Regions from separate parts of the Mus musculus genome. Here all the other regions are linked to region 1. A link is a contact called in public HiChIP or PLAC-seq data. All regions are on one chromosome and are shown on one strand. Each heading gives the region's core, a stretch centred on a gene start, on an enhancer-like site or on the middle of the called end of the contact. The rest is flanking DNA. Distances are from core to core; before and after follow the strand shown. Region 1 holds the start of Mrps18a (mitochondrial ribosomal protein S18A). Region 2 overlaps Capn11 (calpain 11). Region 3 overlaps Gm35456 (a long non-coding RNA gene). Region 4 holds the start of Dnph1 (2'-deoxynucleoside 5'-phosphate N-hydrolase 1). Region 5 overlaps F630040K05Rik (RIKEN cDNA F630040K05 gene). Region 6 overlaps F630040K05Rik (RIKEN cDNA F630040K05 gene). Region 7 has its middle 24 kb from the start of Gm35692.

What was found. HiChIP or PLAC-seq counts read pairs in DNA pulled down with a chosen protein or histone mark.
Region 2: a contact with region 1 is called in an H3K4me3 HiChIP or PLAC-seq map of bone marrow-derived macrophages, with 4 times the contacts expected there. The contact joins the enhancer-like site here to the promoter of Mrps18a in region 1. A contact is called at or near these places in 3 of 39 promoter capture datasets (cranial neural crest, liver and second pharyngeal arch cranial neural crest), 1 of 484 Hi-C or Micro-C datasets (B cells), 9 of 115 datasets of contacts at active chromatin or transcription factors (acute myeloid leukemia, bone marrow-derived macrophages, cardiomyocytes and 5 more) and 2 of 9 other capture datasets (adipose tissue and pancreatic islet).
Region 3: a contact with region 1 is called in an H3K4me3 HiChIP or PLAC-seq map of bone marrow-derived macrophages, with 8 times the contacts expected there. The contact joins the enhancer-like site here to the promoter of Mrps18a in region 1. A contact is called at or near these places in 19 of 39 promoter capture datasets (the 3T3-L1 cell line, the C10 cell line, the HPC-7 cell line and 13 more), 3 of 15 datasets of contacts at CTCF or cohesin (CD8 T cells, the NIH/3T3 cell line and large pre-B cells), 19 of 484 Hi-C or Micro-C datasets (the AML12 cell line, B cells, CD4 T cells and 11 more), 30 of 115 datasets of contacts at active chromatin or transcription factors (the 230-238 cell line, DN3 thymocytes, the HPC-7 cell line and 24 more) and 2 of 9 other capture datasets (adipose tissue and liver).
Region 4: a contact with region 1 is called in a FOXA1 HiChIP or PLAC-seq map of pancreatic cancer cells. The contact joins the promoter of Dnph1 here to the promoter of Mrps18a in region 1. A contact is called at or near these places in 2 of 39 promoter capture datasets (the SN4741 cell line and liver), 1 of 115 datasets of contacts at active chromatin or transcription factors (pancreatic cancer cells) and 1 of 9 other capture datasets (embryonic stem cells).
Region 5: an H3K4me3 HiChIP or PLAC-seq map of bone marrow-derived macrophages shows a contact between it and region 1, with 5 times the contacts expected there. The contact joins the enhancer-like site here to the promoter of Mrps18a in region 1. A contact is called at or near these places in 15 of 39 promoter capture datasets (the C10 cell line, the HPC-7 cell line, HPC-7-derived erythroid cells and 10 more), 1 of 15 datasets of contacts at CTCF or cohesin (the NIH/3T3 cell line), 1 of 484 Hi-C or Micro-C datasets (bone marrow-derived macrophages), 22 of 115 datasets of contacts at active chromatin or transcription factors (the 230-238 cell line, bone marrow-derived macrophages, cardiomyocytes and 14 more) and 3 of 9 other capture datasets (adipose tissue, liver and pancreatic islet).
Region 6: an H3K4me3 HiChIP or PLAC-seq map of embryonic limb bud shows a contact between it and region 1, with 4 times the contacts expected there. The contact joins the enhancer-like site here to the promoter of Mrps18a in region 1. A contact is called at or near these places in 10 of 39 promoter capture datasets (the 3T3-L1 cell line, the C10 cell line, the HPC-7 cell line and 7 more), 1 of 484 Hi-C or Micro-C datasets (nephron progenitors), 20 of 115 datasets of contacts at active chromatin or transcription factors (the NIH/3T3 cell line, acute myeloid leukemia, bone marrow-derived macrophages and 10 more) and 4 of 9 other capture datasets (adipose tissue, embryonic stem cells, liver and 1 more).
Region 7: an H3K4me3 HiChIP or PLAC-seq map of bone marrow-derived macrophages shows a contact between it and region 1, with 4 times the contacts expected there. The contact joins the enhancer-like site here to the promoter of Mrps18a in region 1. A contact is called at or near these places in 20 of 39 promoter capture datasets (the 3T3-L1 cell line, the C10 cell line, the HPC-7 cell line and 12 more), 2 of 15 datasets of contacts at CTCF or cohesin (the NIH/3T3 cell line and stem cell-derived epiblast-like cells), 15 of 484 Hi-C or Micro-C datasets (B cells, the BV-2 cell line, the Ba/F3 cell line and 8 more), 22 of 115 datasets of contacts at active chromatin or transcription factors (the NIH/3T3 cell line, the SCID.adh cell line, acute myeloid leukemia and 9 more) and 4 of 9 other capture datasets (adipose tissue, embryonic stem cells, liver and 1 more).

What each region holds. Positions count from the first base shown.
Region 1 is chr17:46,109,546-46,112,687 of GRCm38.p6, reverse strand. Mrps18a (mitochondrial ribosomal protein S18A) reads right to left here and starts at 1,684. Exons shown (of 6, transcript NM_026768.3): 1 at 1,559-1,684. The coding sequence starts at 1,670.
Region 2 is chr17:45,628,409-45,631,550 of GRCm38.p6, reverse strand. It overlaps Capn11 (calpain 11), which reads left to right. Exons shown (of 22, transcript NM_001013767.2): 21 at 767-825; 22 at 940-1,347. The coding sequence ends at 966. Among named protein-coding and RNA genes, the nearest start is that of Gm52283, 3.0 kb to the right of the region's middle. Within about 2 kb of position 1,445, at least 116 of the 459 cell types and tissues checked have an H3K27ac peak or open chromatin away from gene starts, as enhancers often do. A contact at or near this core is called in adipose tissue, bone marrow-derived macrophages, double positive thymocytes and 3 more, where this site is marked.
Region 3 is chr17:45,706,929-45,710,070 of GRCm38.p6, reverse strand. All of the region lies in intron 5 of Gm35456 (a long non-coding RNA gene), which reads left to right. Among named protein-coding and RNA genes, the nearest start is that of Gm35456, 18 kb to the left of the region's middle. Within about 2 kb of position 1,695, at least 8 of the 459 cell types and tissues checked have an H3K27ac peak or open chromatin away from gene starts, as enhancers often do. A contact at or near this core is called in bone marrow-derived macrophages, hematopoietic stem and progenitor cells and liver, where this site is marked.
Region 4 is chr17:46,495,211-46,498,352 of GRCm38.p6, reverse strand. Dnph1 (2'-deoxynucleoside 5'-phosphate N-hydrolase 1) reads right to left here and starts at 1,564. Exons shown (of 4, transcript NM_207161.3): 1 at 1,381-1,564. The coding sequence starts at 1,543.
Region 5 is chr17:45,756,743-45,759,884 of GRCm38.p6, reverse strand. The region is part of intron 2 of F630040K05Rik (RIKEN cDNA F630040K05 gene); the gene reads right to left. Among named protein-coding and RNA genes, the nearest start is that of F630040K05Rik, 24 kb to the right of the region's middle. Within about 2 kb of position 1,659, at least 54 of the 459 cell types and tissues checked have an H3K27ac peak or open chromatin away from gene starts, as enhancers often do. A contact at or near this core is called in bone marrow-derived macrophages and embryonic limb bud, where this site is marked.
Region 6 is chr17:45,779,730-45,782,871 of GRCm38.p6, reverse strand. It overlaps F630040K05Rik (RIKEN cDNA F630040K05 gene), which reads right to left. Exons shown (of 5, transcript NR_152153.1): 4 at 1,899-3,142; 5 at 1,620-1,798. Among named protein-coding and RNA genes, the nearest start is that of Gm46607, 7.4 kb to the left of the region's middle. Within about 2 kb of position 1,696, at least 3 of the 459 cell types and tissues checked have an H3K27ac peak or open chromatin away from gene starts, as enhancers often do. A contact at or near this core is called in embryonic limb bud, where this site is marked.
Region 7 is chr17:45,851,042-45,854,183 of GRCm38.p6, reverse strand. No RefSeq gene overlaps it. Among named protein-coding and RNA genes, the nearest start is that of Gm35692, 24 kb to the right of the region's middle. Within about 2 kb of position 1,588, at least 46 of the 459 cell types and tissues checked have an H3K27ac peak or open chromatin away from gene starts, as enhancers often do. A contact at or near this core is called in the SCID.adh cell line, bone marrow-derived macrophages, embryonic fibroblasts and 2 more, where this site is marked.

The DNA of each region.
Region 1 (3,142 bases), core at 435-2,934:
GCTTTATGCTGCATTTCATAAGGGATATGCAATTTGGAGCTGTTAGTATCTGACAGGTCAGTTACCCTCAAAAACATTATGAGCTTAAGCCCCATGTTGCAGCCTGGGGACAGTTGAAACACTGTATCCGAGTCCACTCTGCCATCCACAAGATCTCACTGGTGACCTTCTTGATGAGTTAATCTGACACACACACACACACACACACACACACACAAATGCCCCCTTAATTATCTCTTGATTCCCCTGAACTGAATCCCTTATTGGCCACTCTTTCTTCTTTTTTCCTTCTTCTTCTTCCTCCTCATCCTTCTTCCTTCTTTCTCCTTCTCCTTCTTCTATCTTCAAGACAGGTTATCTCTATGTAGCCCTAACTGTCCTAGAACTCTCCTAGAACTCGCTCTGTAGGCCAGGCTGGCCTTGAACTTAATCTGCCTGCCTCTGTCTCCTGGGATTAAAGGGGTGCTACCACTGCCCAGTTTATCTATCTGCCATTCTTTTTTTTTTTTTTTTTTTTTTTTGGTTTTTCGAGACAAGGTTTCTCTGTATAGCCCTGGTTGTCAACTCACTCTGTAGACCAGGCTGGCCTCAAACTCAGAAATCTGCCTGCCTCTGCCTCCCGAGTGCTGGGATTAAAGTTGTGAGCCACCACGCCCAACTTATTTCTCAGTTTTAACTAATATTCCCTGGTTGGCCAATTTTAAAGACAAGTCCCTTCCCGCATCATTTCTTTATCTACATCACTTATCCTTTCCTGCTTCTCACAGAATACAGAAAAGACTATATCCAGAAAGACCTTTTCACTCTGCCAAACTCCATCCTTTTACGAGCCTGTTCAAGAGCATCCTCTTTATGAAAATTTCAAACTGACTTTGCTATTTCTGGTTACAGAATCTTACTGTACTTTTTCATGCAAACGGATAACTTCCGTTTATTGGTGGGGATGTATACATAGCTCGTTAGAACCCAAGGAAGCCGTGCTTTTTCCCTTTACAGTCCTTTTACAGCTAGACTCACAGCGTTTGACCTTCAGTAAGGTCTCAGATGATGCTAGAATCTGGTTACCTTTCCAGATTTAATATTAATGAAATGCAGACCTAACATTTAGCAAGTCTTAGTTGTTCAACTGCCATTGCACTTTGGCTGCTATCTTACAAGTCCGTAGCTTAGGCAGAGAAAGTGACCATTTAATCACACATTTTTCAGAGAAGAATTGATAAGGTGGGCTTGGCGGCATGCTTTAACCAAGGAGGAGGCGATTTGGAAAATGATGGGAGAATTAACACTCAGCCTTTATAGCTTTTCTGAACTCTGAGACATTCTTCTCTTTGATCTTTAAACGACCAGGTCTTTCTCTCAGTTCTCCTTGACTTTCGGAAGACACTGAGAACCGGGAGGTGAAGCCACCCCGCCAGCGTCTGTAAAGCCTTTAAGCGGCCCGCGGGGGATCGCACCTCCCGGGTCTCAGAGTCGCTGAGAGGGAGGGGCACATCGCGGCTGGCTGAAGTGTCACGACGCTCTCCTCAAGTCCCGGGGGTCGCTGGGTCCTGGGACTCACCTTCTCTCAACCCGCGAGCTGGAAGCCATAACCAGCCAGTGGCAGCGGGGCCTGCCAGGAACGCTTGGAGCTGCCGCCCGCAGCCTGACACCAGAGCCCTGAGGGCCGCCATCTTGGAACGCACCTGACCGCGTGTGCACTTCCGCTTCCGGAGCAGGGGTGTGCGCAGCCGCTGTGCGGCGGGAGGGTTTCTCGTGGTCACCGATCCCTTCTGTTTCTGTCACCTCCTCTGTCTGTAAATTACACGCCACCCGGTTTCCTTAGTTTTTCTTCCTGCTGGGCAGCTTTTGTGACTGAGGCTAGACCTGTCAGGACAGATTGGGATGGTAAGGACTCTGGCCCTCAGCATCAGAGGTGGAATACAGTTGACCACCCCTCCCACCTGCCGATCTTTGTTGCTAATACACACTTTCTTTTCTTTTCTAAAAGATTTATTTATTTAGTTAGTTAGCTAGTTATTTAATGTATATGAGTACACTGTAGCTGTACAGATGGTTGTGAGCCATCATTGCTTGCTCTCCTGCCCAAAGATATTATTATATCTAATTACACTGTAGCTGTCTTCAGACACCCCAGAAGAGGGCGTCAGATCTCATTACAGATGGTTGTGAGCCACCATGTGGTTGCTGGGATTTGAACTCAGGACCTTCGGAAGAGTGGTTGGTGCTCTTAACCGCTGAGCCATCTCTCCAGCCCCTTATACACACTTTCAATCTTTGTGTTTATATACACTTCCCTGATTTCTTGCAGGGTTTGGAATTATAGAATGCTTTGGTCAGGAGACAGGATTCCTACAAATGACTTTGGTCAGTCCGCCAGTGCAGAGAGGAATGCGAAGCTGGGCCACCCTAGTCACCCTTGTGGCTGCATCCTGGGAAGCCCAGGGCATCCCTAGTTCTTTATGAATGGAAACAACACCGCTCCCCCCTCCCCCCCTATAAAGAGTCACTGCCAGCGTTTCCCACATTGGCACCTCTTTTGTCCTTCACTGTTTTGGAATGAACAGACCTCTCTGCGGAGAAAAGGCTTTAGCCTCTTTTTCGGTCTTCTGTCTCCCTACACTGCCTAAGAGATCTAACATTTGGTGTCAAAGCCCGGGTTGCTGCACCACCATTATGCTAGGTTATTTAAAGGCAGCTGTAGAGAGACAGAAAGAGAGGCTCAGTTTGTCCTTAGCAGGGACAATGCTTATTCTCAGCAAGGGAAGATGGGCAACAGCCCCTTACAGGAGTAGAAATGACTTCGTAGTCTGAAAGGGAAGCTGAGAGATGTGGCCTTTCAGCTGGAAACAATCAGTTAGCCCATGCATCATAAAAGGGAGCTCACTCAGTTGGGGGTGATGTAGTGGATTCTGACCCATTAAGTTCTTCCCATGGATGTACACCTTGTGTGAGCATCCATGGGCGGTCATGCCTGATCTCTCCCCCTACAGAGACCCTGACGAGACATAGAAGAAAGAGCACGCAGCCAATGAAAAGGCTGTGGAAAGGAGGAACTGAAGGATGTATGGGTCACCCTGGCTCCTGGGTTCACTGCTGCTCCACCAGAGGTGGCAGACTGAGGGGTGTGCATGTCCTCCTTGTG
Region 2 (3,142 bases), core at 196-2,695, 480 kb after region 1:
GAGCCCGTTAGTAGGGTGTTTTTGCCTAGCTGGACCAAGCCCTGGTGTGGTGACACACACCTTTAACCCCAACACTCTGGAGATGGGGGCAGAAAAATCAGGAGTTGAAAGTCATCCTCAGCTACAGAGTGAGCCTGAGGCCAGCCTGGGTCAGCCAGAAGACTCTTGTCTCAAAAATAAATAAATAAATAAATAAACAAACAAACAAATAAATAAATAAATATGAAAAGATTGTCCCAACGATAAAAAAAAAAGCCCATATTTATAATTCTTGAACTTGGGAAGCTGAGACAGGAGGATCACAAGTTTGGGGCAACCCTGGCTACTTAGTGAGACTCTGGGTTAAAACAATAGGGAGCAAGATGAGTCAGCATATAAGAGTGCTTGCTACCAAGTCTGAAGACCTGAGTTCAGTTCCAGGGCCCACGTGGTGGAAGGCGAGCATCAGCAGCCTCAGGTTGTCCTCTGAGCTCCACAGGTGCAAGCTGTCATATATATGCACCTGCATGCCCCTCTCACACACAATAAATTAGTGCAAAACAAATAAGTCAGTGCCCCCCTCCTCTTCCCAGGGCTCTATTCAAAGTAAATGGGTCCGAGCCAAGCGCTCTGAACCAGACCCATCTCCTAACCAGGGTAGCTGTGATTCACTCCTGATGAAAAAGGGATACCTTTCTACTACCTTTCGGGTCTTTTAAACCCTCATCTCAGATCTAACCCCGCCCCCGCCCTCTACCCCTGCCCCACGCCCTTATCCTTAAAACAGCGTTCTTCTTATCCATGGACACCAAGAAAACTGGTTCTATTTGCTTGGATATTAACCAGGTAAGAGGGAAGGCATGGGAAGGGTCGTCTGGCCACACCCTGAACCCCTCCCCTCTAGTCCCACCCACTCTCCATCCTCTGCAGAAAGTCTCCTCTTTTCTGCTGTCTTTGCAGTGGCTGCAAATAACCATGTGGGGGTAGGGAGATGCGAAGCCTGGCTCCCTCGTTCCTCCCTCCGCCGGTGGCGCTCCTGCTCCGGCCAGGATGGTGGATGCTCCTTGTCGCTCTCGCTCTCCAGTGCCCCAGGCACAGTGTTTACTCTGGTCCCCTGATCCGGGCTGACCGGAACACCAACACCCCCCTCCCCCACCCCCACCACGCCCCGAGCACTCTCACGCCGTATTTAGACTAAAAATGAGGTGGATTCTCCGCCAGTTTTTCTCTGGCGAAGGCAATCTTCAGCTTAAGTGTTCCCGCGTGCTGTCAACTCACACCCGCCTCCTAGCCCGCCCTCTTGTCAGGAATTCCATCGCCTCCCCGCGCCGCGTCGTACACATTATTCTAATAAAGAGGACAAGGTTATTTTCCCACTTAATTCTTCAATACCAAAGAGGGGCTCTGCAAATGTGCTTGTCTACAAATTACTAGGGGGCGCTGCAGGGTTACAGGATGTTAAACGCAGCTCAGCCCCAAGCTTTGAAAACATTAGGAACTCTTAGATGCGTTGAACGTTGTGGGGTGGAGGGGCGCCACTGAGCCAATGGCCAGCGAAGCCTGACCTGGGGCTGACAAAGCCAAGAGGCCACAAGGCTTTGAGGTGCCTTTGTCCTATTTTCCCTCAAACTGCCCCTCCTCCAAAGACCGCACCGCAGGGGTCTCAAAGATCAGAGGACAAGCTCCAGGTGTGTGTGTTGGGAGTGGTGGGGGTGACCAACGCCTTTAATCCCCAGACTTGAGAGGCAGGTGGATCTCTATGAGTTCAGGCCAGCCTGGTCTACAGAGGGAGTTCCTAAGACAGCCAGGGCCCTGTCTTGGAAACCAAACCAAACCAACCAACCAAATCAAAGGACAGGCAGTTAGTTGCAAGAGCCAGCTGGTAGACCACACAATGAGGAGTCCCTTCTGGTAGGCGACTGGAGGTCTGTCTTCCGGCTGCTGTACGGGCTCCGGACTGGCTGGGTGGGCTGAGAGCAGCTGGTGTTTCTCCATCTCATCTCAGGACTTGGATTGCAGATGCGTACCCCCTTATCTGGCTTTTTAAAGTGAATCCCTGGGTCCCAACCATCAGGCTTGAGTGGCAGGCCATCTTCCTGGTCCTCGCTCTTCCTTCTCTTATAGAGCCAGTAATAATGCCACCATAGGACCTTCCTCCCGTGACTCAGCCTCCTAGATAAGGCTTCCCTTAGATTAAACCACTTCCCTTAGATTAAACCTTCGTTCCACAGAGCAATCAGGATACTTCCTGCCTCTGTGTACAGCTTCCTAGGGACCGGTGGTTTCTGTCAAATTCTGCAAATTCCCCCAAATTCTGGCAGTTAGACAAAAGCCAACATAGGTCAGGAACTTAGGAAGCCAGTCCCACCTCTGCCAAGAGAAGCCTTTCCCCTTATCACTAACAGAGGGAACAAGTAGCTACCTGCGGTGTTTATTAGTATACCAAAGTTCCCTGAGTGTCACACGTGTCTGTTACACATTGCAGAGTCCATGTCTGCATCCTGGCTCCTCTCAGCCCTTCCTACACCTGCTCAGTCTTATAACCCTGCTATTTTGACTCTCTCTCTCTCTCTCTCTCTCTCTCCACTCCAGTCTTTTGCCTGTGTTCTCCTGGTCTCCCTCCTTCTCCCACCTCTCTCTACCGGCCATATTCAATCTTCTCTCTCTCTCTCTCTCTCTCTCTCTCTCTCTCTCTCTCTCTCTCTCTCTCGTCCCTACAGTAAAAACCTTCCCTTAATCACACCATGGAGCCGGGCAGTGGTGGCACACGCCTTTGATCCCAGCACTCAGGAGGCAGAGGCAGGCTGATTTCTGAGTTCGAGGCCAGCCTGGTCTACAGAGTGAGTTGCAGGACAGCCAGGGCTACACAGAGAAATCCTGTCTCGGAAAAAAACAAATAAATAAAAAAATAAATAAATCACACCATGGACCTGATCTGTCGTCTGTTTATATATACACAGTTTGCAGTTTCCTGAAGAGCAGAGCCTACTGGGACAGACGCTGTGCAGACAGCTGGGATTGCCATCCTTTGAGATCCTTTCCCAGTGCTCCAGCCCTACCCCTTCTCTGTCACTCTAAAGATCAATTTAGTCAGCTTGTACAGAGCTGCCTCTTCCCCCTCTCATGGCCACACCCGACTGACTGTCCCTTGAGGAATTGGTTC
Region 3 (3,142 bases), core at 446-2,945, 400 kb after region 1:
CTCACTGTCACATCTGTGGCTTTGGCTGGGGCTGAGGGCATCCCCAGGGTATCCCCACTTAACCCTATCACTTGGCTAATTCTGACTAGTCTCTTCATCTTCCAGGTTGACAGCTGCTAGTGATGGTGTCTTAACACCATCCCAGAATAGAATATTCAAGGGGCTGGAGAGCCCCTCCCAGGAATTTTGCATAGGGCCAAGAGCAGAGCCAAACGTGTGGGCCAGTATGGGTACTGCATGGCCCTGGGGCACAGGCCCTGGGCAATGTAGACATTTGTCTATAGAATAGTTGTGATATGACCAGTGTTCTGGCAGAGCCAAAGGGAGAAAAGAAGCCAGTGGCAGACATTCCATCCTTCACTCTTCTTTTTTTTCTCTTCTTCTTCTTCTTCTTCTTCTTCTTCTTCTTCTTCTTCTTCTTCTTCTTCTTCTTCTTCTTCTTCTTCTTCTTCTTCTTCTAGATTTATTTATTTATTATATATAAGTACACTGTAGCTGTCTTCAGACACACCAAAAGAGGGCATCAGATCTCATTACAGATGGTTGTGAGCCACCATGTGGTTGCTGGAATTTGAACTCAGGACCTCTGGAAGAGCAGTCAGTGCTCTTAACCGCTGAGCCATCTCTCCAGCCCCCATCCTTCACTCTTCTTGTCCTCCAAGCTCCTGCTTCACCTCCCCAATACAGAGAGGTATGGAAAGAGACAGGGCAGGTCCTGAGAGGCCATTTAAGATACCCAGCCTGGATTTTGTAAGTGTTGACTGGAACTTCATTGATGAGAAATCTGAGCAGAACTCCAAAAGATGATCGGTCACCTCTCCAGACAAGAAAGGACACTCCTGGCCATAGGGCCACCTGTGAGCTCTTAAGGGCTTATGCTGGAAACTCAAGGCAGGAACCCTAGGGATAGAGCAAGAGAAAGAAGGATCAAATGAGAGGCTTCATGTAGGGCTAAACTCCACCTCACTACTGTGGGGACCACTGAACATAACCACTTACCCAGCACCTAGTGGGCTTCCATGGTCCAGGATTTACAGAGAGAAGGAATAGGGCTTGGAAGACAGAAAACATCGCTGGTGTGGGAGATGGCTCACCCTCTTCACTTAATTCTTTATTCAACAAACATGGAGAAACCATTTCTTTTATTTTATTTATTTTTTTTTTTTTTTGAGACAGAGTTTCTCTGTGTAGCCCTGGCTCTCCTGGAACTCACTTTGTAGACCAGGCTGGCCTCGAACTCAGAAATCCACCTGCCTCTGCCTCCCGAGTACTGGGATTAAAGGCGTGCGCCACCACACCCGGCGAGAAACCATTTCTTGCTGGGTCCTGAGAGGGCCCCATGAAAGCAAAGGGTCCATTTCCTTGGCCACAGTGAATGCAACCATGAGATGACAAGAGGCAAACCTGGTAAGGCGGGCAGGCGGGCAGGCGGGGAGGCGGGGAGGCGGGCAGGCGGGCAGGCGGGCAGGCGGGCAGGCGGGCAGGCGGGCAGGCTCGCTCCAGCGAGAAGCACAGTCTTCCCTTCCATTCAGGCTAAGAGAAGATAATCCAAGAAGTAACCGGAAGCAACCCAAATATCTTGGTGGTTATCCAAAGGCTGCTTCCGGAAAACAGTTTCAGTTTTTAATTGCTGGGGAGGGCACCTTACCAAGAAATAGTTTCAACACAGGTCAGGGGAGCTGAAAGAGCAGAAGTCATGAGGTCAGATAGTCCCGATTTGGAATCCCAGCCTGCCACTTGCCCGGCAGTTCCTGAGGTCTGGTCAGCTTGGGTGTTCTCTTCTCAGTCAGGCATCCAATGATGAGAGGGCTACCCGGTAGTGCCAGATGCACTTATAGAAACTCTCACAGCATGAAAAGATCGGGGGAAGCCCTAGGATGGAGGAAAAACAGGTGTGTGGGGTTCTAGAAGGAGGAGTAGAGGCTTCTGTAGAGGGGCAGAATTTGGGGCTGAACATGATTCCCAGAGCGCTTGCCTAACGTGTATGACGCCCTGGGTTCCATCCCCAGCACCACATAAGCCAGGCATGGGGTGCACACCTGCAATGACAGGTAGGGCAAGTTGATCAAATGTTATTATGGACTACACAGCCAAGTTTGAGGCCAGTCTAGTATACATGAAACGCTGTCTCAATTTTATTTTTGATTAATTAATTAATTAATTAATTAGCTTCTTTGTTTATTGAGTTTCTCTGTGTAGCCCTGGATGTCCTGGAACTTGCTCTGTAGACCAGGCTGGTCTTGAACTCAGAAATCTGCCTGCCCCTGCCTCCCGAGTGCTAGGGTTAAGGCTGTGCACCACCACTGCCTGCCCCCTGCTCCTCTCAATTTTAAAAGGAAAGAGGGGAAAGCCACTTGTGAAACGAAAAACAGAATATAAGTTGCCAGCCAGCCTGTCAGGCAGGAAGGTGGCTGAAGCCACTGCTGGGACAGGCAAGGAAAACCAAGTCTGAGCAGAAAACTGGGTCCTGGTGGTGACCAGAAAGGCGACCCTCCATGCCATCCAGCAGGTGGAGCCAAGTCAGACCTTGACTGAGACCCCTCTCACATGAAACAAGGACTCCCACTTTGTTCTGGGAGTTGACTGGCCCTGGTCCTCTGGTAGTCTTCACTGACACCTCTTCTGGCTTACCCTCACCCCGTGTGTACATACAAATATACTCAGGCACACACACACACACACACACACACACACACACACACACACACATAAAATAAAACAAGTGGTTTTTTTTTTTTTAAGATAAAAAAAGTCAAAAGCCAGCTTTAGCCTGTCACTATACCTGTTTATCCCACAGCCTTCTGGGTGGAGAGAAGAAGAAAAACCAGGAGGTGAGAAGTCGTGTCTGCATGCCACGTCCTACAGCCAAGCGTGGTGGCCCAGGACTCTGCAAGCTTACAAATGGGAGTCCCAGGCCAGCCAGAGCTATTTATTGAGACCCTGTCACCTGTGAAAATATATAAACATACATACATACATACATACATACATACATACATACATACATACATACATCTGCAAACTGAAGAACACTGAGTCCAATTTGTGGCCGCATGATGTCATTTCCTTTACGTGTAATTCCTCTTTATTTCTGTCTCCTGTCTGCCCCCTGCCTGCGCCTGATACTGCTGATTAACTTCCA
Region 4 (3,142 bases), core at 315-2,814, 390 kb before region 1:
CTGCTTCTCAAATCTACCCTGCTCAGAGAGGGGCAGAGAGAGGGAACCCTTGCCCCAGCACCTTCAAAAGCCAGTTCAGGAGAGGAGTCTGTTAAAGGGATGAAGAACAAAACAGCCACAAGAAAAATGCAATCCTGTTCACGGAGGCACGTGTGGGTGGGGCTGGGTGCGTGTGGGGAAAAGGTCTGACTCACCCGGAATCCAAGGGGCGTGTCTGGGGTCAGAGAGCCAGGATCACAGTTTCCAGTTTGAATCAACTCTGCTGTTTAGGACGGTAAGGCTCTGCAGGTGGCAGAGCAGAACCACACTGTCTAAAACTTCTTTTGTGAGCCTGAGGATCATGGCTCATAGCACTAATCCCAGCCCCGGGAGCAGAGGCTGGGGAAATCTGTGAGTTCCAACACAGCCTGGTCTACACTGTAAGTACCATGATGGCCAGGGATATGTAGAGAGACCCTGTCTCAAAAAACAAACTAACAAGTTGTGTGTAGCAGCAGGTGCCTGTAGTTCTAGCACTTGGGCGGTGAAGGCAGGAGGATGGCGAGTTCTAAGGCCATCCTTGGCTACAAGTCTGACGTCACTGTGCGTTTATGACAGCCTGTTTCCAAAATAAAGAAAAGAAAAAGAAAAAGCAAGAAAAGTGACTAGGGGAGAAAACCCAGATTCAAAGGTTTTCTCCAGGCTATCACACTCTGTAGACTGTTTTGTCTCATTTCTTTGAGACAGGGGTTAACTCTGTAGCCCAGGTTGGCCTGGAACTCATCCTACCCTCTGCCTCCAGAGTGCTGACATTGGCGCTGAAGGTGGAGAACTATCAACAAAACACACCATGCGCTAGCCAAGCATAAGCACAAACAGGTTCTTTCCAATCCCCTGGCATTTTTTGCCTACGATTGATTCTTTGTCTTTTAAAAGATTCTCCCAGAATTGCTTTAGAGTCCACAGCTTAGGAGTTTGTTCTTGCATGGGGCAAGGGAGATCTACTTAAAAGTTTTTGGAGCAGAAATACAAGAGTTCTAGGTACAACTTTCCTACTGGAGGAGTGCTTATCCAGACCAGCTTATCAAAGCCTTGCTAGCCCAAAGCTGGGTCTGGGCTGTCACTTGCTTCCAGTGTGCTGGACAGGGACACTTGACCTGCGCATGGAACGTACACATATAATCCAGGACCTTCCATAGCCAGCCGGTCCCCTAACCATTACGAGGTCCTAGTCTGCAGATCCCCTAGCCTCCGGTCTAGCCTGCGGGTCACATGAGCTGCGGGTTCCCCAGGTTGAATGTCTACTAGCCAGTGGGTCTCCTATCCGGCAAGTCCCTAGTCAGCCGGTCCCCTTAGCCTACAGGTCCCCAGCCTGCGAGTCTCCAGCCCGCGTCGCCTCACCACGCGGCTCCAACTCAGCATCAGCCACGTGCTCAGTGAGCACCTTCCCATAGCGCCGCAGCCGGGATACGATCCGCGAATACAGAGCTTGGTCTTCCCGCCCGCCGCGGATGCTCCCGCAGAAGTACACAGAGCATGGAACCAGCTCCCCGGATGCCGCCATCGCCGCGCGCGGGCAACCGCTGCCGCCGCTACCACGTGACCTGGGAAAGCGACTCCCAGAGGTAAGGGGACCTTCTTCAAGCTCGCTCTCTTCCCGGATAGGCTCTTCCCGAGCCAACCCGCTCATTAGTTCTGACTCCTCCCCGTGACCTGCCCCTCCCCAGCTCCTAGCTATTCAAGTAGTTCTGTACGGATCTCAGTGCTCTCAAACTCTGTACGGGATCCATAGGCAACTGTGATTGGCTCTCATTAATCTTTCCAAAATTTAAAAAAGATTGTTAACTTATTTTAAAAATATTTTATTATTCATACATGTATGTAGTGTTTTAATCAAATCTAACCCAGTCTCTCTCTCCCCTCCAATCCATCTTCTATCCCCTACACCAACTTCATTTTTATTTATTATTTAAAATAATTATTATCTTTGATTATTTTATTATTTTATGTGTATAGGTGTTGTGATGGTTTGTTTATCCTTGGGCCAGGGAGTGGCACCATTTGGAGGTGTGGCCTTGTTCAAATAGGTGTGACCTGGTTGGAATAGGTGTGTCACTGTGGGTGTGGGCATAAGATCCTCACCCTAGTTGCCTGGAACTCAGTCTTCCACTAGCAGCCTTTGGATGAAGATGTAGAACTCTCAGCAATGCCTGTGCCATGCCTGCCTGGATACTGCCATGCTCTCACCTTGATGATAATGGACTGAACCTCTGAACCTGTAAGCCAGACCCAATTAAATGTTGTTTTTTATAAGACTTGCCTTGGTCATGGTGTCTGTGCACAGCAGTAAAAGCCTAACTAAGACAGGTGGTTTGCCTGAGTTTATATCTCTACATCATGTGCATGCCTGATGCCCCAAGAAGCCAAAAGAGCACAATGAGCTAACCTGAAACTGGAGTTACAGACACAGTGAGCCACCATGCAGGTGCTGACAATCCAACCTGGGTCCTCTGGAGAGTGGCCAGTGCTGTTAACCACTGAACCATCTCTACAGCTTCCCTCCCTACCCACTGAGCCCATTAGTGCTACCTATGTGTGCACCGGTGTGGAACCATCTACTGGAACAAGTACAGGCAGCCTCTCAGGGTCGTGCCTGCCTCACCAGCTGTTAGCTGTCAGCAACGCTTCAGCTATTGGCATGGGGCCCTTCTCCACACAGGGTAGGGTTTGGACCAGCCTGATCGTGCACGGGCAGTCATAGCTTCTATGAGTTATGTGTGTAACCCCACTGTCATGTCCAGAAACAATGTTTTCATGGCAGTCCCTCTGTCTTTCAACCCACTCTTCCATGGAGATGGCCCATTTACATTCAAACACTCTACAGTCTCCGAGAGACCCTATTAATCTGCAAAAAGAAGCTCTTCTGACGAGGGCTAAGGAATGCTCTAATTGATGGGTACAGAGATATGGAATCGGGCAAGACGGTTACACTTTCTAGAGCCTGACTCCCCACCATTTCCATGGCCACCGCTCTGGCCCTGCCCCTCCCCAGATCTCCCCATTCCAGCTCTTCCTACCACAGTCTGCTAGCCACTCTGAGGAGATGGAGAGCCCCTCAGTGACCCCACCTTAGTTAGGATAAAACCAGGGGGGGCCAGTGGCC
Region 5 (3,142 bases), core at 410-2,909, 350 kb after region 1:
TGGTGGTGTCCCAGAGACACAAATGCTGCACAGTAGCGAGAGGTAAAGAGGGATGAAGGCTGCCTCTATGCCCTTCCACTCTTCTGAGAGCATCTCGCCCAAGCCTGGCATCTTGGGAGTGCTTAAGGAGCAGTATGTGGTGGCCAGCAGCACAGGCCATTCTCAAAATCCATCCCCACCCCACCCCCAACCACAGGCCTTCCCAGGTGGCGGGCAGAGAGGTGTGTGCCACACCTGTCACAAGTGGCAGCGAATGTTGAACTAAATAAAGTTGTACTTTATTCTGAGAACCACTGATAGATCTAAAGGTGGCTGACTAACATTCAAAAAATCTCTACTTTATGACTGGATAGAGTGGCATGGCACATGCTTAGTTCCAGCACTTGGGAGACAGAGGCAGGGGGATCTTTGTGAGTTCAAGGCCTGATTTATACAGAGTATTGCACAACAGCCATTGCTACCTAGAGAAATCTTGTGTCAAAACAAAACAAACAGAAAAACAAAACCACCTTACATTTCATATATATAGGGAATATATGGAGGTATATACAGATAGATAAAAATAGATAGATGGATAGAGAGAGAGAGAAATATAGTTAGATGAGAGATACAGATATATAAAATATATATATTGAGATATATATGTATGAAATGAAAGATAGATGATAGATAGATAGATAGATAGAGAATTGAAACACAGACTGTTGGTTGGTTTAAAATTTAGTCCCGTCCCTCTGGTCAAGTGGTCAACTTTGTCTTAGCTCATTGACTTCAGCAGTGACAGGCAGCTCAAACTTGGGCATTTAGGCTCCTCCCAGCTTTAATTCACAAGTAACTCCAGCTCGACCAATCAGATGCACTCACAGCTCACTGGAGAGTGGAAAGCAGGGTTCCTGTTGCTTTCTGGGGAAAGATGGAGGGCGGGGCAGGTTATGAATATGTGTGTGAATGCAGAAATGAGCAAGTGCATGAGTGTTCGTTCGTGGGGCCGGAGAATGAGAACAGAGGCCCAGCATCTGTCTCTTCGGGGGACTGAGGGGTGGGGTGGGGGGTGGGATGGGGGGGTGGGGGTGGGGAGTAAGCCACCAAAAAGGCAGCAAGCGCACAGCTCATTGGTGTGACTCTGCAACCTCCTGAGCTCAGAAGAAGCAACAGCTCACCTGGTAGCCCAGCTCTGCTCTGCACCTTTGAGAGCTCAGCCTCCTGTCTGCCTGAAGACCTCCACATCATTCTACAGGCCACTTCAAGTTCAAGATCTTGGTGATCCCTGCACCAAGCCAGCTATGTGGTATTCCGCTCTCTGGCACATGATATTGTGAAACACATTTTACCCTTGGCACTTTCTCCTGCTTGGAGGAATGTATGCCCCTTACCCTTATATCTTTCAAAAAGGTAGGCCACAGAAAATGCAGTGATAAAAACCAGGCTGGTTTAGCATTGTCTCTGCTTTCTGACTCTGAAGCCTGCCTGGTTCCTCTGCCAGCGCTACTTAGATGACCCCCCCCCCTTCAAATGAGTTCTCTCCTACGAGTCTCCTTAGACCCTAAATATGTCTGAGTCCCGTCTAAAGAGAAAGCAAATTGTCATTTCTTCTAATGGTCCTAATCAGCTCACAGTGATAGCCTGAACCCAAAAATGAGAAGTGAGACTCTCCTTTTAGACCAATGTTTCTCAATGTCCCTAATGCTGTGCCCTTGGCACGGTTCCTCATGTCGCGGTGACCCCAACCATAACATTATTTCTGTTGCTACCTCATAACTGTAAATTTTGCAACTGTTATGAATCATAATGTAAATCTCTGATGTGCAGGATATGTGACCCATGTGAGAGAGTCATTTGACAACCCACACACACACACACACACAAGGGTCGTGACCCACGGGTTGAGAACCACGTTTCTAGACTGAAGAGAGAATTCTATGATCAGCTAGTGACATCTGCCACTCGTACAGAAGTGGATGGTAACGGTATGCGTGGTTGCTGTTTAAGGCTAAGTGGATGGAAGTGCTTTCTGCTTAAGGCACACTGGGACTCGTCTCGCCGTGTACTCCTGAGACAATTATCCAACGCTAATGCTACCTTGCAGATTCCTTCACCCATTGCCTTCCTAATGAGTCCAATCTCCCAGCTCCCCTGGCTCACTCCAATTTACAGTCCCCCAACCCAGCACCCCAGAATCCATACTAACTCTCACAATCGCCAGCATCCTGACCTCAGGTAGCTACCTGAGGAAGAGCTGACTCCCACAATGTTCATGGGGCGGGGGCTCCTTTCCTTCATTTTCTGCACCTCTACCTTTTCCAGGAAGAACTCTCACCTCTCGGGCCCTCCCTCCTATGACCACCCGACTCATTCACCAATCAGTGCAAGGCGGTGTGGGCAAAGTGACCACTAAGCCCAAGGATCAGTGTGAGAGCCCTGGGATTGTTGGAGTGTGACCTCACCAACTGACAGTTTCCCTTTTCCCATCCTCACCTCCTGCCCCTTCCCGTACTTGGACACCTTTGCTGACATTCACATCAGGCTCCCAAATCTCCAGGAAGCCAGCGTACAGTGGGGCATCCCAAATCCCTCTGAGTCACACCCCTCCCCCCCAAAAAAAACTCAATCTAGCCTGCTTTAATGAGGAGGACATATATAAGTGTGTGTTTAAGGAGATCTGCTGGTTTCTTGTGAGGGTGGGGGAGCTGTGCTCTGAGCATCGCAGAGGTCAGTGTGGGTGGTAAGTCATTTCTGAGCCCACCTCACGACACCCTACTCTGGGCTCTCCATCACCAGCCACGCTGTTTCTGCTAAAGGGAAACAGATGCTGCGGTTAATTGGGGTGCAGTGGCGGGGCTCTGGGCCTCATTAAGCCTGAGGATTGGCTGAGTGATTTACCAGGTCATAAATAGCACTTGAGGGGGCAGGTGCCCAGTGTCCACCACCCTGGATGGAGGGAAGAACAGCCAAGTACCAAGGCCTTGGGCCTTGGAGTGAAGCTGAGCCTGAAGTTCTATGGCTCTCTCTGATCTGAAGCCTGTGGCAGCCTGGGCACACAGAGCCCAGGCACCATTCCTGGGGGGGGTTCCAGATGCTCACAGTTGGAGAAAGCAAAACTTAACCCCAAGGAAGATAAGGAGTGCAGGGGACAGAGAACAAC
Region 6 (3,142 bases), core at 447-2,946, 330 kb after region 1:
TTTTTCTTGGAGATGGTTTCTGTGTAGCGCTGGCTGTCCAGGAACTCACTCTGTAGACCAGGCTGGCCTCAGATTCACAGAGAACCTCCTGTCTCTGCCTCCAGAGTCCTGAGATCAAAGCCACCACACCTGGCTCACCCACCTGTCACTATGTAAACTGGAAAGCTCAGCCTGTTCACATTCGGGAGCATCCTGTTAAAGAAATGTCACTATGGCCGCAAATGATCGCCATCAGTATTTGACACCGGCCTGGAATGATTTGACAAAGCTACTAGATAAAAAGGTAGACTAGAGATACATAGATTTTTTTTTTTGGAAGAAAAAATTATTACCACTGGACAGTATTATTAGTACTTGAATGTTTCACAAGAATCACCCGTGCAGGTAGAACACTTGCTGATCTTCCAGAAGACAGGGGTTGGATTCCCAGAACCCGCACGGTGGCTCTCAGTAATCTATAACTCCAGGTCCAGAGGACCCAATGCCTTCTTCTGGCCTCTGCCAGCACCAGACATGCAGGTGGTGCACAGGCATACATTCAAACTTGCATAAGATAAAAATCAATTTTTTTCTTAAAAGGCATCATCTGCAGGCTCTCTTCCCTTATGTATCTTTTTCTTTTTTTTTTAAGATTTATTTATTATTATATGTAAGTACACTGTAGCTGTCTTCAGACACACTAGAAGAGGGAGTCAGATCTTGTTACGGATGGTTGTGAACCACCATGTGGTTGCTGGGATTTGAACTCTGGACCTTCGGAAGAGCAGTCGGGTGCTCTTACCCACTGAGCCATCTCACCAGCCCCATCTTTTTCTTTTAACATTCATTACTTTCAGGGTTTTTTGTTTGTTTGTTTGTTTTAAGACAGGGTTTCTCTGTATAGCCCTAGCTGTCCTGGAACTCACTTTGTAGACCAGGCTGGCCTCGAACTCAGAAATCCGCCTGCCTCTGCCTCCCAAGTGCTGGGATTAAAGGCGTACACCACCGCCGCCCAGCTCTCCTGTTGTTTTTAAAAGCACTTTGAGTCCTGACTAAGCTGCCCCTGTGCACAGTGGGTGTGGCCGTCCACTGGGCCGGCTGGGAGCAAACTGCCAACAGCCATGTCCTCAAGGAAAAGCAATGTTTCTTTTTTCAACATCTATCAACAGCCAAAAGTTAGGTGTACTATGGGGGCCCATCCTCTTGGCTTTTCCTTTGAGACAAGGTGCCACTAACTGCCCCAGCCAAGCCTCGAACTTACGATCCTCCTGCCTTGCCCTGCCCAGTAGCAATGATTACAGTTTGTACTACAAAATGGTTAATCTTCACCACAGAACTTAGCAAAGTGCCTAAAAACAAAATGTCCTAAGCACAGAAGGTCACTAACAAAATGATGGGGGATGGGGGTGGGGTGCCACTTATGAAAACGACATCACATAAAACACATTTTAAAATGTGCAGGCATAAGTGGAAAGAGCTATAAAACCCAAACAGGGAACACTCCACAGACCTGAGTAAATAAAGGGGGACCTTGCTCATGGAGAAAGAGTAGTCTCCTGAATACGTCACTATCACTGTAAATGAGCTATCGGTTTAGTGGACTATGTATGGGCACGAAGGATCAGTTGCCGTGGGAGCCATGGGATGATGACAATTTTAATTGGGGGTGGGGGGACATATATAAAAGAATAGACAGAAAAATTCCAGAGAAAAGCAAAGCACACTAAGCACGGAAGGGTAGGTCTGGCAGACATTCTGCAGAACACTGCACAGCAAGAGTAATTAAAATGGCTGGAGCCCAGAGTCCGCACAGGATCAGCTGTGGAGAATAAAAGGACCCAAATAAACAGGAGAATTCAATAAATTGAGTCACTTCACCAGATATTTAGATGGCAAATAAATAAATCTGGACTCCTTACCTCACTCTTAGCATGGAAATAAATTCCATCAGGATCGAAGAACTGAAGAAAACACTGGAAAAATAAAACCATAAAAGTACAAAAAAAAAAAAAACCAAAAAAACAAAAATATCAACTTATACACAAGTCAAGGGATCTGGCTCAGCAGTTAAGAGCACCAGCTGGGGGCTGGTGAGATGGCTCAGCAGTTAGGAGCGCAGACTGCTCTTCCAAAGGTCTGGAGTTCAAATCCCAGCAACCACATGGTGGCTCACAACCATCCGTAATGAGATCTGATGCCCTCTTCTGGTGTGTCTGAAGACAGCTACAGTGTACTTACATATAATAAATAAATAAATCTTAAAAAAAAAAAAAAAGAGCACCAGCTGCTCTGTGCTGAGGCTCAGTTCCCAGCACCCACATGGAAGCTCCTAAGAACTCACAACCCCAATTCCAGATAACCCAGCACCCTCTTTGGGCCTGCAAAGGTATAGCATGCACACAGTGTACATACAGACAGGCAAGTGCGCGCGCACACACACACACACACACACTCTCACTCACTCACACATACACACTCACACACACACTCACTCACACACACTCACTCACTCACACACACTCACACACACACTCACATACTCTCACTCACTCACACACTCACTCACACACACTCACTCACACACACACTCACATACTCTCACTCACTCACACACATACTCACACACACTCACTCATACACACACTCACACACACACACTCACACACACTCACTCACTCACACACACTCACACACACACTCACATACTCTCACTCACTCACACACTCACACACACTCACTCACTCACACACACTCACACACACACACTCACATACTCTCACTCACTCACACACTCACTCACTCACACACACTCACTCACACTCACACACACACACACTCACATACTCTCACTCACTCACACACACACTCACACACACACACACTCAGACACACACACACACACACACACACACACACACACACACGTTTCTAAAAATGTTTGTGAAAATGATTGTGTGATCCCCGGGTATCAAGTTTCCTAGACACAGGACAAACAGAAGTCATAACAGAAGTAATTAATACATGCACCCACAAAGAAATTACAAGGAAAAACATTATAAATAAAAATCAAAAGATAAAATCAGAGATCAGAGGAAGACACCTGTAAGATGCATGACAATGTACCGGTTTTCATAAGTTAAAAGCATCGGTTTTGGTTAGTTTG
Region 7 (3,142 bases), core at 339-2,838, 260 kb after region 1:
ACGATGGGGGTGGGGACACAGATATGAATAGAGATTTTTACAAAAGAGGAAGTCTGCAGCATGTCGGAGGAGAGCGTACACAGGGTCTTATTTTGTCACCTGAGCTTCCCTGGAATTGACTATGCAAACTTCTCTTGGCCTCAGACTTGCACCAATCCCCCTGCCTCTGACTCTCAGAGTGCTGATCCTGTAGGAGTGAGCCACCACAAAACAGATCCTAACCAGCAATGTTGAATGAAGACAATAGACAACAAGAGAGCCACAGTTAGAACTTGTATCAACGTATAAATTCTAAAACAGATAGTTAACATGAACCCTCATATTCAGAGGAGATATGTGTTTTAAGAGACACTTCAAACATATAGAAGGGAGTCTAGGTCTGGTTTTAGGAGGGGAAGGAACTATAAAAGTGGGGAGGAGAGATGGGGCTGGGGAGATGGCTCAGTGTGTGAAGTTCTCACCACACAAACACGTGGACCGCTGCTGCTTGCCCTTGCCAGCCCCCCCCCCCAGGCTCTCCAATTCACACAGCACCCAGTGACTCTCTGTACCCCCAGACTGCCAGGCTTGCCTAGTTCCCTCTCCCACACCGTCCCTAGTAGAGCCAAACTGTCCCCCAAGTTTGAATCCAACTACCAGGGTTCTCTCCAAACATGGCTACCCCTATCTGGGCATAGCCTAGCCAGTTAGCATAAGACTAGACGCGTGCCTCCCCCAGCCAGAGGCTCAGGCTTCTGTCAGTAAAACCTTACAGGGCAGAGTTTGTTACTTTCAAATCTGAGTGATCAGCTACATTTCCTAATCTATTTGATTTTTATTTTTTAAGTAGGACTACGGTGCAGGATGCTCTAGCTATACGGGGTGGGGTGGGGGCATATGTATATGACTCAAAAGACGGATCAAAGACATGAGCAGTACCTTGGTCTCCCATTGTCTGGATAGGGACATAAACCTGCTAGTATTTCATAGAAGCTGATCTGTGCTGTCAGATACGGGGCCACACATCCTACTTTGTTGCTTAAGGAAATGTGAGGGAGAATGTCCTCACAGCCTTGTTCCTTATAGGAATCCCATATCTTCCTACTGTGGAGATTTCCTAAGTGTTTAACCTGCTCCCTATTCCCAGTGAACAGTCAGATTTCTTTTTCCCATAAGCCAGGAACGTCCTAAGTCCCAGGACTCAGAGTCTGTTGATCTCTTGTCACCCAGGAGCTAGGTTTCTCATACATGCCACGGTTACTGCCTCCTGTTGCTTTTGTTCATTATTTCGGGCACACTGGCCTTGCCTGGAGACCATTGTGCTCCTGTTCCTGTCAGGGGTGGGTCACCAGCAAACAGGGAGGAAGCCCCTGCCTCTCCATTCAAATCATTGATAAAAATCTCAGGCGATATAGGGACTAATGACAGGTCCCCAGGGGGGCCAGCCCTAGAGAATTCCAGCTCTCCATCATTACCTGTCACCAGGGGGCTGATGCAGGAGCCAGTCCCACTACATTATCCTTGACTCTGCTGAGTCCAAACCGCAACTTGCAGCATGGAGGAGAAGGAGGAACACGGTCTGCTGCTGACTCACTATTTGATATTAGTGGCGTCATCTAGAAGGTCTGAAGAGGAAAGCCCTAGCCTCATGGACAGCAAAGCTGGATTCAGCTGCCCATGGCTAGTTGCTGCTCCAAGGCAAATCACCTCCAGGGCAGAGATTTCCTGTGTGCACCAGAAATGATGCCTCAGAGAGGATCCAGTTCATTTTTTCTAAAACTGACCTTGGATCGGACTCTCTCTCTCTCTCTCTCTCTCTCTCTCTCTCTCTCTCTCTCCCTCCCTCCCTCCCCTTCTCTCCCCCCTCCCTCCCCCACCTTGCTTTCTCCTCCATCTGAGACGACTAAGGCAAGAACGTCATTCCGTTCTTTATCCTTGAAATCCCAATCTCTGTTGCATCAGCCACACTGTGGGCTGGACCAGCCATGCACCAGCATTTGGCAAAGACTTTGCCAGATTTTCCACGATCACTTTCAGTGTGGGACCTGAATGAGCTCTCCTGTGCCACCCACTTGGCTGGCCATGACAAGCCATTCATTCCCCCATTGCCCGGTGTCCTGACCCTCTTGGTTTTTCTTAACTTTGAAAGCTCAAAACTACGCCCCCTCCCCTTCCCTGTATAACTGCCTCCCTGGAGGCCCGGATGGCAACTGCTGGGGCTCACATCCCTCAGCACATTGCTCCTAAGACCGATGTCACCCCAACTGCTGCTGCACAGGCAAGGACCCCAGTCAGCTTTTTATCTTAACTACTAATCCCATGTTGTGGTCACAGCTGGGGTATTGCTTTTCTTCTTAAGTGTGTAAAAAAAAAAATAGGAATGGGAACCCTTGAGAGAGCTAGGAGGGGCCCAGATCTCTGACCACCTGCCTAGGTCCTCTCTACAGTCCCACAGGCCACCCCTCTACACAGTGACCTCCACTCCCTTGCCGTCCTGCCTGATCAGCTTCTAGACGGAACTGATAGTAGGAAGAGCTATACCTACCTGGTCAGGAGACGCTCTTCAGTGTGCTTTTTCCTGGGGAATCAGAAGGGTACAGGATGGGCTAGAAAGCCGGGTCTTTGGACAGAGGAAAGTGGGCACCCTCCAACCACAGTATGACCGATCGCACAGAGTGTACAGAGCACATGCAGAGGAGAGGGGAGAGGAGACTGCAGGGGTGGGTGGAACGGCCCACTTTCTCCCAGCCACTCTCCAGGTAGGAGAGCTACATGAGGCCAGAGAGAAGAGTTGAGGCAGTGAGCCAGGCTGGCTGCTTGCATGGCCTAGGCTAGGAGAGACTCAGAGTTATTCCTCTACGCACATGGTTTTCCTAGATCTGTTTTCTGGAAGGAAGTGACAGGTTCCTAGCTTGACTGGACTGTCTCACATATTCTTGCTTCCCATACCTCTCCCCCTGTGGCCTGGACAGACAGCCAGCGCAGCATCCCCACATGGAAGGCCGCTGGGTCTGGCAGACAATCTTGCTGGTCCATGAGTCGCTGTTTGTTTTCTTTAACCCAGCATATAACTGGGCTGTATGAATCAGGACTGCAGTTGGACACTGGGCTGGTCTCCCAGGAAATAAGAGTACTGGGTGGATGAGCTCAGAGGGTGCTGAGC